3 separate regions of the Mus musculus genome follow, and all the other regions are linked to region 2. Evidence: chromatin contacts called from public Hi-C and HiCAR-type data. All regions are on one chromosome and are shown on one strand. The core of a region is the stretch at or near the end of the contact, and the rest is flanking DNA. Distances in the headings are between cores, read along the strand shown. Region 1 has its middle 22 kb from the start of Gm40816. Region 2 has its middle 46 kb from the start of B3gnt2. Region 3 overlaps Commd1 (COMM domain containing 1).

The links. Hi-C and Micro-C count contacts between places; a contact is called where the count stands out from the background. HiCAR-type assays count read pairs that join an accessible place to other places.
Region 1: a contact with region 2 is called in a Hi-C map of bone marrow-derived macrophages, with 49 read pairs. The contact joins two enhancer-like sites. A contact is called at or near these places in 1 of 15 datasets of contacts at CTCF or cohesin (large pre-B cells), 6 of 484 Hi-C or Micro-C datasets (bone marrow-derived macrophages, cerebral cortex, large pre-B cells and 2 more), 8 of 115 datasets of contacts at active chromatin or transcription factors (CD8 T cells, bone marrow-derived macrophages, embryonic stem cells and 4 more) and 2 of 9 other capture datasets (bone marrow-derived macrophages and embryonic stem cells).
Region 3: a HiCAR-type map of Th17 cells shows a contact between it and region 2, with 4 times the contacts expected there. The contact joins two enhancer-like sites. A contact is called at or near these places in 2 of 15 datasets of contacts at CTCF or cohesin (CD8 T cells and large pre-B cells), 15 of 484 Hi-C or Micro-C datasets (CD8 T cells, the HL-1 cell line, the HPC-7 cell line and 9 more), 10 of 115 datasets of contacts at active chromatin or transcription factors (CD8 T cells, Th17 cells, bone marrow-derived macrophages and 6 more) and 3 of 9 other capture datasets (adipose tissue, embryonic stem cells and liver).

Annotation. Positions count from the first base shown.
Region 1 is chr11:22,674,322-22,677,990 of GRCm38.p6, forward strand. No RefSeq gene overlaps it. Among named protein-coding and RNA genes, the nearest start is that of Gm40816, 22 kb to the left of the region's middle. Within about 2 kb of position 1,605, at least 24 of the 459 cell types and tissues checked have an H3K27ac peak or open chromatin away from gene starts, as enhancers often do. A contact at or near this core is called in bone marrow-derived macrophages and macrophages, where this site is marked.
Region 2 is chr11:22,811,582-22,815,658 of GRCm38.p6, forward strand. No RefSeq gene overlaps it. Among named protein-coding and RNA genes, the nearest start is that of B3gnt2, 46 kb to the right of the region's middle. Within about 2 kb of position 2,595, at least 106 of the 459 cell types and tissues checked have an H3K27ac peak or open chromatin away from gene starts, as enhancers often do. A contact at or near this core is called in Th17 cells, bone marrow-derived macrophages and macrophages, where this site is marked.
Region 3 is chr11:22,955,139-22,959,255 of GRCm38.p6, forward strand. Commd1 (COMM domain containing 1) reads right to left here. Exons shown (of 3, transcript NM_144514.2): 2 at 1,273-1,554. Among named protein-coding and RNA genes, the nearest start is that of Zrsr1, 15 kb to the right of the region's middle. Within about 2 kb of position 1,938, at least 60 of the 459 cell types and tissues checked have an H3K27ac peak or open chromatin away from gene starts, as enhancers often do. A contact at or near this core is called in Th17 cells, where this site is marked.

The DNA.
Region 1 (3,669 bases), core at 355-2,854, 140 kb before region 2:
TCTGCCCTGTGCTCTTCCCTCACACCTGTCTCTCTGTCTGTCCCCTGCGCTCTTCTCTCACACCTGTCTGTCTGTCCCCTGTGCTCTTCTCTCACACCTGCCTATCTGTCTGTCCCCTGTGCTCTTCTCTCACACCTGTCTATCTGTCACCAGCTCTATCATTTTCCTCCATTCTTTGATGAGCTTTACTTCCCCAGTCCTGAGTTTAGAGTAGACCATCCTTAGCAACAAGGACTTTTACTCTCATATTTTTGCTTTCAAATGTTACCACATCTAAACCTCATTCTGAATCCCAGAACAATAGATCTTCAAAGTTTCTCCAAACCAGGGCTGGGGGCGTAGCTCAGCAGTAAAGCACACGCCTGGCACATACCAAGCCCAAGTTCAATGCTTCAGGTCACAGCTCTGAGGTGTGTGGGGCTGGAAATAAATAGATAGACTTTCCTCAAAGTAGATTTGCTCCAAATTGAAGCCACTGTCTTGTTATTAAGCTCTGTTTCTCTGTCTGGGTTATATTTCCTGTCTGATGCAGTCCCAGGGTAATGGTCCTAACAGATATCACACTGTGATATCACCCTGGGGGTTCCTGAAGAGGAAGCGGACCCTAGCCTTATAAGACTTTCTAGATTTGCTTGGAAATCATGGTGTCAAGAGATTCAGAAGACACTGGACTTAGAGAGGAAATCTAACTGCTCTCCCTTTCAGACTCTGTCCTCTCAGAAGTCTTTGTCCCCCCAAATAGAAAACAGAGAAATGACGCTTCTCCTTTGAATCTATGATGCTGACCTTGGGTGGGAAGAGCAGAAGAGCACAGGGTTCTAAAGACTGAGTTCAGTCAGAGCTCCCCCAAATTTTCTCATGTGCTCTGAGAACATAAATGAAGCCAACTCATTGCGCAGTCTGCTTTGGAGTTTTAATCTTTAAGAGCACACTTCCTTCCTGTATTTCTAGTAACCACTATTTCAGTCTTCCCTGGAAACACCACCAGTTACCCTGATTCTCTTTCCACAAGAACTGTCATAAAATAGAACCATGGGAAAAGCTAGTTTGACTCCTTTGCCCTCTGAGATGAGCTGGTGGCAAGAACCTGGGCCAAGGAGGGGAAGCCAGTGCCTCTTAACCGCTTCTTCCATGTCAAAGAAAAACAAACCGAACTCAGGATTATATAAATGTTTTGTTAGTAATCCTCAGGGAGGGGTCATCCTTGGAATGTTCTCATATTTCAGGATGGAGCTTTAAATATAAGACCACTGAATGAGCCTTTACACAGCATTATGGTTTCCCAGAAACTATTGAGTTACATGCTGATATGTTTGTGATGTTTTTCCTAAAGAGGTCTATAATTTCTATCAAATTCTCAAAAATCCCTCAAAGGTAAGCATTGCTCAAAGGATAATCTGTAACAAATCACCAGCAAGAATGGTTTTACTCAAAGGATAATTATGTTACTACTGTGTAACAAGTCAGCAAGAAGGACACCAACGCCCCTGCATTGCTACCTCATGGTCCCAGTCAAGCAGTGATTTAGCTGAGTGACTGCTCAGCTAGATCTTTTCTGCACCCAGAAAGTCAGCTGAGGTTGCTGTCATCAGAAGACTTCTTTCCAAGATGGTTCACCCACATGGGTTTTGACAGAAGGTCTCAGTTCCTTGCCACACAGACCTCCCCAAGGAACTGCTTGGGTATCCTCACATGACAACTGCTGTTTTCCCCACCCCTGCTCCATTTCCCCAGCAAGTAAGCAAAAGAGAAAGCAGAAAAAGCCTTCCAGGACAGTTTTGAGAGTCCTAAAGGAAAATGTTGTTAATTCTTCCACAAACTATGCTATGAAAAAGACAGCTCACTCTCATTCTCTAGGGGGGATTTGGTTCCACTTTGAAGTGGTAAGTATCAAAGAACTTGTAAACGTATTTCTGAATTACTAAAAAAGTAAATAAATCATACTTTATAGAAAAAGAAAATTCATACTTGCACACACCCATGCACACACACGCGCACACACACACACACACACACATTCTTGTCATTTATTAGATAAAAGTTTATGAGCAGTCAAGAACAGAAAATTAAAAGATCCACTTTGTGGGCTCTGTGACGTCTTACTTTGTGTTCTTTTAAGTGATCAACTATTACGTAACATGAATGGCCCACTGAAGAGGAGTCAACATATTAGAGGCTGTATTTTGTTATCTTTATGGTCCATATCAGTGTATCAGTATGTTCTCCTATTGCTTCATTAATATACATGTGATAGGCTGACATTATTTGAGAGAGAGAGAGAGAGAGAGAGAGAGAGAGAGAGAGAGAGATTCACTTATATGTCAGACAATTCCAGGTTAAGATGCTGGCATCTGCTTGGCTCTGATGTGGAATCCATGGCAGGTGGCACGTGTATATGCAGGAGGGCAAGATCATATCACCAAACAGGAAGCTACGGAACATAGTGTCCTGTGATCTCTCCTGAGGGCATGTTCCCAGTGACAACACCCCCTACTAAACTCCACTCCTTAAAGGCCCATACCGGCTCACAAGATTGCTATATAAGGGGCTAAAGTGATGACTCAGTGATTAAGAGCATGTGTAGCTATTGCCAAGGGCCTAGAATAGGTTTCCAGCACCCACATAATGACACACAACTGACTGTAACTCCAGTTCCAGAGAAACCAACACTGTCTTCTGTCCTCGGTAGGCACCAGGCATGCATGTGGTGAATATACATGTATGCATGCAAAGCACTCATTCACATAAAATAAAAATAAATCTAAAATTTAAAAATTGCTATACAAAAGCCCAAGCCTCTAACACATGAAGTCTTAGAGGGCACATTCAAACATGTCAGTCATCGCACCAGAAACCTTATATAGATATGATGCCCAGGGTGACAGTTGAATTTAGGATTAAAAGTAACATACTGATTTTTCTCTCCGGGGTCTCTCTGAGGCAGGTCTGCACAGGAGTGCTCAGGCTGAAGAAGCAACACAGCTTCTTGGACACAATCCTATGGGGCCCTCATCCTCAGCCAGGAGGTGGAGCTGATCCTCAGTCCTCTGTGCAGCTTCCCTGCCAGAGGAGAGCTTGCCTCCAGGGAGGGTTCTGACCCTAGAACTCAGGTGAGATCGCCATTTTCTCTCTGATGTCTCTCTGAGGCGGGTCTGTGCAGGAGAGCACAGGCAGCAGAGCTTCTAGGACAGGTCCTACATGCCTACATCTGCAGCCAGGAGGTGGGGCTGTTCCACAACCCTCAGTGCACTGGTCTTGCCAGGAGAGAGCTGGTCTCTCAGGAGTGCTGATACAGGCTAACAGACTCACAGAAGGAACAAGCTCCAGCCAGTGACAGCTAGAACATGTAACATCAGAGGTTACCAGATGGTGAAAGGCAAACATAAGAATGTTACCAACAGAAACCAAGACTACTTGGCAACATCAAAGCCCAATATGCCCAACACAGCAAGTCCTAGATACCCCAACATACCAGAAAAGCAAGATTGGATTTAAAATCATATCTCATGATGCTGGTAGAGGATATTAAAAAGGACATTAATAACTCCCTTAAAGAAATTCAGGAGAACATAGCTAAACAGGTAGAAGTCCTTAAAGAAACACAAAATCAAAAATCCCTTAAAGAATTACAGGAAACCACAACCAAACAGGTGAAGGGGAAAAAAAAAA
Region 2 (4,077 bases), core at 1,345-3,844:
GAATTTCCATTCATACTGCAGGGTGACTCATTCCCTTAAGGCATTGTAAGCAGGGCAAGTGAAGAGCTGTGGGTTGGAGAATACTCGGCTTAGGCCATTTGAGCTCTGCGGTGGCCTTACCTGGACCTGTTTCTCTGCCTAGAAGCTTCTCACAGTTCCCCATGAAAGAGGCAGATTGGAGCTACCAGGACCTAGATCTCTGAGCACAGGGGCCTTGTGATTCTGATTGTGTTACAGTTCTCTGCCACTCATAACACACTCTCTGCTCTGTGGGCCTCTCTCTGGACTTCAGAAGTCACTACTCAAGGATGGCTGCAACTTCTCTCTCTCTCTCTCTCTCTCTCTCTCTCTCTCTCCCCCTCTCTCTCTCTGTGTGTGTGTGTGTGTGTGTGTGCGTGTGTGTGTGTGTGTACATGAGTGTGTGCACACATGAAAGTGTATTTGTATGTCTGTGTGGTCTTTTGTAGCCCAGGCTGTGCCCTTTGTACTTGCTATATCGCTGAGGCTGGGCATTAACTCTTCATCCTCTTTCCTCCACTTTTTGAGCAATGGAATTACAGCCATGTGCTGCTATGTCCAGACAGTCATAGCGCTGCATATAGCCTTTTGCTACCCTGCACTACCAGCCCCATCCCAGCTTCCCTTGAATCCATAGATAAAAGACACACATACAGTTAGTTGTTCATTTTCAATGTGCCTTCTTGGCACAATTGCTGGGTGCTACTATGTCCCACCTGGAAAAGCATGCCCTAATCATAGCTCCACTCCTCCCATCTGCTCTAAACTTTAGTTGGTCAGTTGAATCATCTCTGATAAACATCTCTGACAACCTGCCTAAAGAAGCCCACAGCGTCTCCTGAGACCTTACATGGTTGCCAGATTCTCCTCTCTCCAAAGCATGGTAAGCTCCCTCTCCCTTCCATGTGGCTCCCTTTTTTCTCCAGGGACTTGAAAGTCCCGTCTGTCCCTTCCACCCAGCAATTGGCCCATGGCTTTCTTTACTGACAGGTCAAGAATCAAGAGGGGAACAGGACCTTAGCATCAAAACTGCCCCCTACATCATAGCTTTTAAATTTAAATATATCTCTTTGGTGATTTTAAAAAAATTACATCTATTCTGTGAAAAAAGGAAAGTTACAATATGCAAAGAAACAAAAAAACGAAGCAAATGAGAAACATTCTGAGTCTACTCTGCATTAATGCATACATGCAACTTAATACATATTCTGCCAGATTTCTTCTAATGTATGTTAATGTCTGGATGCAAAAACTCCATATAGATAGAAAGCACAAATAAGACCATCTGTAGTCATTTCAACAATTACATTATTATTAATATTGTAAAGATTTATTTTCTATTTTTACTTATGTGTTTGTATGGGCATGCACAGATGAGCATAGATGACCATAAATATGACTGGAGGCATTGGATTCCCTGAAACTAGAGTTATAAATGGTTGGGAGCCACCTGATGTGTTGAGAGGAGCACTTGGGTCCTCTGCAAGAACAGTTAAGCACTCTGATCTGCTGAGCCATTAATCTAGCCCTGCATTTTACTTAGTAAAAGATCTGCCTTTTGTTTTGGTTTTGTTTGTTTCTTCCCCTTCCCCCCTCCAAACTCTCTCATATACAACATCCCTGCTCTTCCTCAAATTCTTGGCCTCTTTTTCATTAACTGTTATTACATGCATATATGTATATAGATATTCCTATATATATCCTGTTCACTCCATATAATGTTACTTGCATGTATGTTTTCAGGGCTATTTGGCACTGGACAATGGTATGCTCTTCACTAGGGAAGAGCACCTCTCCCAATCCAGGTTTCCACAGTAGTCTATAGTTCTTTCTGTAGGGTTGGCACCTGTTCTACGTATACTATGGCTATTAATTCATTTAATTCTCTGAAGCCATACATGCATCTATCTCTCCAGCACCCTTTCTGGGCTTCCTTGAGAACAGCGTGGTTACTAGCCTCACATCTTGCTTTGAGTTCATCTGACACACTCCAACATAAGCACGTGATGAATGGCTCACAGGAAAGGGTTTCAAGGCAGTGCCTTAGATAAGGCTGGCTTCTAGGAGCTACTCTACAGAGAGAAACCCTCATCCCATCCATTGGTTAACTGAGCTCCCTCCCCTACCCATAGAGCCTTGGTAAGCTCTGCCTCAAAATGAACTCCAGCCTTCTACATGAACTGGTCCTTGTGCTTATAGACATACATCCTAATTACACAGGAAATGCAGAAGGCAAATAGGCATTAGCCTACCACCTAACCATCTATGAGTTCTGTTCTCTACACTACTTGTTGGACTAAAACTAATAGGAAGAAGCATCGTAGGAGGACTTTCTGTTCCTGTTCAGAGAGGCTTTACTGACCTGCACACAGGGCTGAGATTGAAACCAAAACACTAGTGTTGAGTGCTGCGGGCCACCTCAGAAGAGACTGAGAAAAAGATGTGGTGTTCTCTGCGGAGACAGGCTCAGAAACATCCTCATGTGGCCAGAAAAAACTGCCATTATAGAGAAAGACCGGAAACTGTCATGGGGCCTAACCCTTCTTTGTGCTTGCCCTCTTTGTGTGGGTGGAGTGCTGTCTTGAGCAAGTAACCTCAGCAAATGAGGAAAGTGACAGTCAAAGGCAGAGCTCATTGACCCAGACAGGAAGGAAGGACCAGATTTTCCAGATCCCCTCATCCAGTGAGGGCCAGGGGTGGAACTGGGCTTCCGTAGAGCATTCCCTGCAGCCAACCTTATCTCAGACATAGCCTTTGAAACCCTTTCCCATGATCCAACCACTGTACATGCACATTTTCACAAACACCATGACCTTTACTTCACAGAACCTGGGGAAAGCCAGAGCACACGTTCCCACTTTGAAGTGCTTCAGCACACAGGATCACATGGCTAGCTCACTGCAACCTGAATCATTTTTTCCAGATGTAGTGAGAGGGAAGGCAACCAGTTAATGTCATGGGGAAAGTCCTGGATTCAATTGTCAGTCAGAGGCAGGCTAGTCATAACAACTGCAGCTGCTGGTAGTCCTGCCTCCTCATAGAGTCTTCTCCTCTGTGATAGGCCAGGGCAGAATCCAGGTCTGGCACTTTGCACAAAAGATGCATGCACTCTTAAGGTAAAAGAGTGCATAGGATTTACTTTAGAGATAGAGTCAAACTATATAACCTAGGCTAGCCTCAAACTTGCAATCCTCCTGCCCCTCCCCACCGCCCAGAGTTAGAATACAGGTAGGGACAACACACTGAATGTGAGAATCATTATCGGCAATGCCCTCCTCCTCCTCCTCCTCCTCCTCCTCCTCCTCCTCCTCCTCCTCCTCCTCCTCCCCCGCCCCCATCCTCCTCCTCTTGTTATTATTGTTGTTGTTTTTAGGCAGGACCTCTCTACATGGTCTGAGCTGTTCTGGAATGCCTATGTAGACCAGGCTGGTCTTGAATTCACAGAGATCCACCTTCCTATGCCAATGAACTAAGCAGGGCTCAAGAAACGGCTCAGCATTAAGAGCACTGACTGCGCTTCCAGAGGACCTAGATATGGATCCCAACACCCACATGGGGAGGCTCATAACTGTCTCTAACTCCAGTTCCAAGGGGTACTCTTAGGCACTCCATGCACACTAAAAAGGCAAAGCACTCAAACACATGAAGTAATCTAAATCTAAAAAGAATGGAGGGAAGAAGACAGACAAAAGCAACCTACTGGTGAAAGAGGTTTGGCTCACAATCTGAGGCTACTGCTCTTCATGGTGGGGGAAGTCAGGGTACCAGGAGCCTGAGGCAGTTGGTCACAGGACACTTGCAGTCATGAAATAAAGAGGAACAAAGGCTTGTGCTCAGCTCTGTTCTCATTTTTGTTTAATTTTATTTTATGAGTGTTTTTCCCTTCATGTTTGTCTGTGTACCACACTTACACATGGCACCTGAGAAAACCAGAAGAGGTCCTTGGATCCCCTAGAACTGGAGTTCTAGATGTGAGTTCTGGGAACCGAACCCAGGTCCTCCAAAAGAGCAGCAAGCACTCCTAACCACTGAACCATCTCTCCAACCTCTCATTTCTCC
Region 3 (4,117 bases), core at 688-3,187, 140 kb after region 2:
AGCATAATAATAATTGACATAGAGTTTACATTGTTTTAGGAAGTATAAGTAATCTAGAATTATGTAAAATAAAGGAGGATATATGTAAGTCACATGCAAATGCTACACAACTTCATGAAAAGGAGCTGAGCGTAGGTGTTGGGTATGTGCAGGGACATGGTGTCCTAAGGGCAGTCTTCTCAGAGACAGACACATGTGTGCACTCACTATTGCCAGAATAAAAAGTAGATGGCCTATGCACGGACCAGAAAAGCTCCGAGTCCACCTGCTACTCCTCTCTTGACTTTTTTTCTCAGCACACTTTGTTTCCTTTGTCCTGGGGGAAGCACAGGCACATTTCTATAGAGAGCACAATTGACTGACTAGACTTCACAATTAAATAAGCCCAAGCCCATTGCTACAATTAACACTATTCTAAACTAAATGAGTAAAAGGGATTCTAATTTTCTTAATTAACAAAGCACCTTTAATTAAAATCAAATGGAATTACATTGGAAAAGAAACAAAAAAAACCTAAAGAACAGCATGTGTGAAGAAACCAGCCAGCTAAAGGGACTGTGCTTACCATTGAGAAGGAAAATACATTTCTAGTGCAGGATATAATGAAAGCCCTTATTTGATTATTTTTCAAAAATAAATGTGATAACTCAGTGGTCTGGATAGTCTCTAATTACCAGTTTGTTTCCCCTCTTCCCCACTCAAAAAACCATAAGCCAGGCCACCTGAAGTCTGATTTAGCAGGAGCTGGAGCAGGAGCTGGATAGCTTTAAGAGAATCTGCATAGACACTAAAACCACCTGTTATGTGATTAGCGACTCCAGAGGTGAGCAGCACTGGCTCGTGAATAATCAAGATCCAGTTGAAAATGATTTGTGAGCTTGAGGCCAGAGATGGCACACATGGTCTTTAGGAACAATGCATCGATATGGTTAAGAGATTAGGACTTATCACCTCCCATACTGGATTGACTACACAAATAACAGGATAGGAAAGGTTTGGTGTGCACCCACTAACCTTGGCTCCTGCTCTTTGTGTCTCTATCATTGCCTGGGAGACTGCAGTCAAAACTGTCCGACTCTGCCCTTTTGAGACAACTGCAAAGACATGTAGCTGCTTTTTTAAACTCTGTATATAACTGAAAACATCAAAATGTTCACATGATTCTACCTCTAAAAGTGATTTTAGGGTTACCTCAGCAAACTCTGTTAAATAAAAGTAAAATAAGTGTATGAAAATACACAATTTACAAAGGGAAATTGAAGCTGGACTCACCTGTCCATTTTTTCCAAATTCCAGCTCTATTATGGCAACAGGGCTGTGTATCTGAGTTGAGTGCCGTGACTGAGACTTGCCATCGACTCTCCAGCTCAGGCCCCGAAGGCCGTTGTCCCAGCGGCTCTGCTTCATGAGACTCTCTCGGATTTTTATCTTGTGGCTCTTCCAAAACTTGGAGATGACTGCAGCTTGCTCACTGGTGATGCCACCTTGCTTTTTGGTTTGAGCAGTCAGGAATGCCTCTAACTGGTTGAAATCCATGTCTGCAGATGCAATAGACTATAAAGATAAAAGAAAAAGCAATATATTTGAACTTGGTAGATAACTAGACAAAGCTAGCTGCCTAGCTACAGAACATATTTTGATTGAACTTAGTTTCACCAGGACTCCTCTCGGATAGCCTGCTGTTGCCCTGTGTCATGGAGATCCTGAAGCTGTGGGTCTGTAGGACCGGCCCTGAATCTGGGCCTAGGTGGTAGTTAAATGGATCAGACTGCTAGTTCTCCCACACACCACCACCAGAGCTAACTCTCTGGCTGGCCAGGCAAGGCTCAGAGCCAGCTCTTCAGTGATCAGTGGGGCCAGCTCTCCAGAGCCAGCTCTCCCAGGCTGCCTAGGTAAGGGGCAGGGGCAGGATCAGCTCTCCCATGTGGGCAGGGCGCCACTGTGTGGTAGCAAATCAACACCACCTCCGGAGGCATGGTCTTTGGTGAGTCCAGACATGACCCTGAGCAGCAGCACAGGCATGAGACATCACCATGGTCTCAGATGGCAATGCAGGCCTCTCTCACATCAGGCTGTTCCTCACCGCCAGCCTGTCTCCAGTTCTCTCTTCATAGTCACAAACTTCTTACCTTCTCTGTCTCTCCCATCTCTGCAACTACATACTTGCTCATTGCAATGGCACCTACTGGGCCCACACTGCTAGCCTGTGGTCTGTGGCTGTCTTCAATCCAGCCCATGCTGCACAGCCTAGACATCTATTACTTCTATTGAGTCTCATATTCTAGTTTCCATTTCACAGACAACATGGTCGTCAGAAGCACTAAGTTTCCATAAAACCAGAGAGCCAAAGAGTCCTAACTGTTGAGCCATGTTTCTCTGGCTGGTTGTCCTAAGTGACTGCACACAGATATGGACACTGGCATCGCTGCTGCTGCTGCTGCTGATTAAAAAGTCAAACTGATTCTTTCTACCATCAATGATATAAAAATGTTACCACCCAAGGATTAGCTATTAAAGCTTTATTTATATCCCTTAGAGAGTGATTTTCATCTTTTCAAGATTTAGCTGTTACAAGTGAGAAATATGTATTGTTAGACGTAAGCCAACTAGTTTAGTTTAACAATTTGCAGGAAAGTTGAGAAGGTGGTGTAAATCAAACCAGTGTGCCAAAACTCGTAACACTGTTATCCATAGGCAAAAAGGAGCCACCAAATGCTGGACACATGGATAATTATGATGCAAAGCTAAATCTGAGGACAAAAGTAGCTGAGGCGAAGTGGGAATCCCAGAAGCTTCCTTCCTTGGCCAGATGTTGCTGTAGGTACACCAAACCAGGTTGAGGGCAGCTGCAGTCGCACAGGCCAAGGACAGCTACAGATCTACTGTTGTTGATGTCTCTATTAATATAAAAGTTGTGTGGACGGATTGGTGAGATGGTTCAGTGGTGAAGATCACTGGCTGCTGCTGTTCTTCCAGAGGTCCTGAGTTCAATTCCCAGCAACTACATGGTGGATCATGACAATCTGTGAAGGGATCTGATGCCCTCTTCTGGCATGCAGGTGTATATGCAGAGAGAGCATTCATACATTAAAAAAAAAAAAGTAAAAAAGAAAACAAAAATGATAATGATAAAGTAAAATAAATAAAAATTTAATTTTCTTTTTAAAATTGTGTGGCAAACACCCAATCATCCTGATAGATTATTTCACATTACAGTTGAACACATTTACTGCTTAATTGCCATATTACATAGAAATAGAAATATTACTTTTAAGACTAGCCTGATGGCTCATGACTATAATCTCAGCACTCAGGACATAAAGTCAGGAAAATAGCCAAGAATAAATCTGGCCTGTTTATATAAGTTCTAGGGCAGGTAGAGCTCCATGGCAAGTCCCCAAGGAGAGGGAATGATTACTGAGCATGTTATACTAGAATTGAGTTAAATATTCCTATTAGCATCTTCTTTTACGACACTGAAACTCTGTACCATTTCTGCCTCATTCCACTCTGGGATTTTACTCTGGGATGTGTGTGGGGATGCGCCCCTGTACCGACAGTCTGAAAGCAGTAGCAGCACCCACATCCTCAGCTCACCAGGAGTTCCATGACAGCATGTCTTATTCTGACATAACTCTGTCTAGAACATAAAAGCTATTTTGGTTGAGTTTCAATCAGTATCTTGATCTGGGGTCAATCCATCCTTTTCTTAACACAATTCAAACATAAACGGGGAACCAACTTAGAATTGAATTTAAAAAGTCATGCATTCTCATTTAATACCAGTTTTTTAATTCAAGAAAGGCCCACATCAGCTTCATTGCAGTTTTCTTCTCATTTTTAAACATATAAAAATGTAAAAAGCATTCTCAGCTGGGAGGTACATGCTTTTATCCCAGCATTCAGGAGGCCGAGGCAGGAAGAGACAGCTTGGTCTACAGAGTGAGTTCTAGGCAGTCAGGACTATACAAAAACAACAACAACAACAACAACGAAACACTATCTCGAAAAACAAACAAGAGGCAGGCAGATTTCTGAGTCCAAGGCCAGCCTGGTCTACAGAGTGAGTTCCAGGACAACCCTATACAGAAAAACTGTCTCGAAAAAACAAAAAACA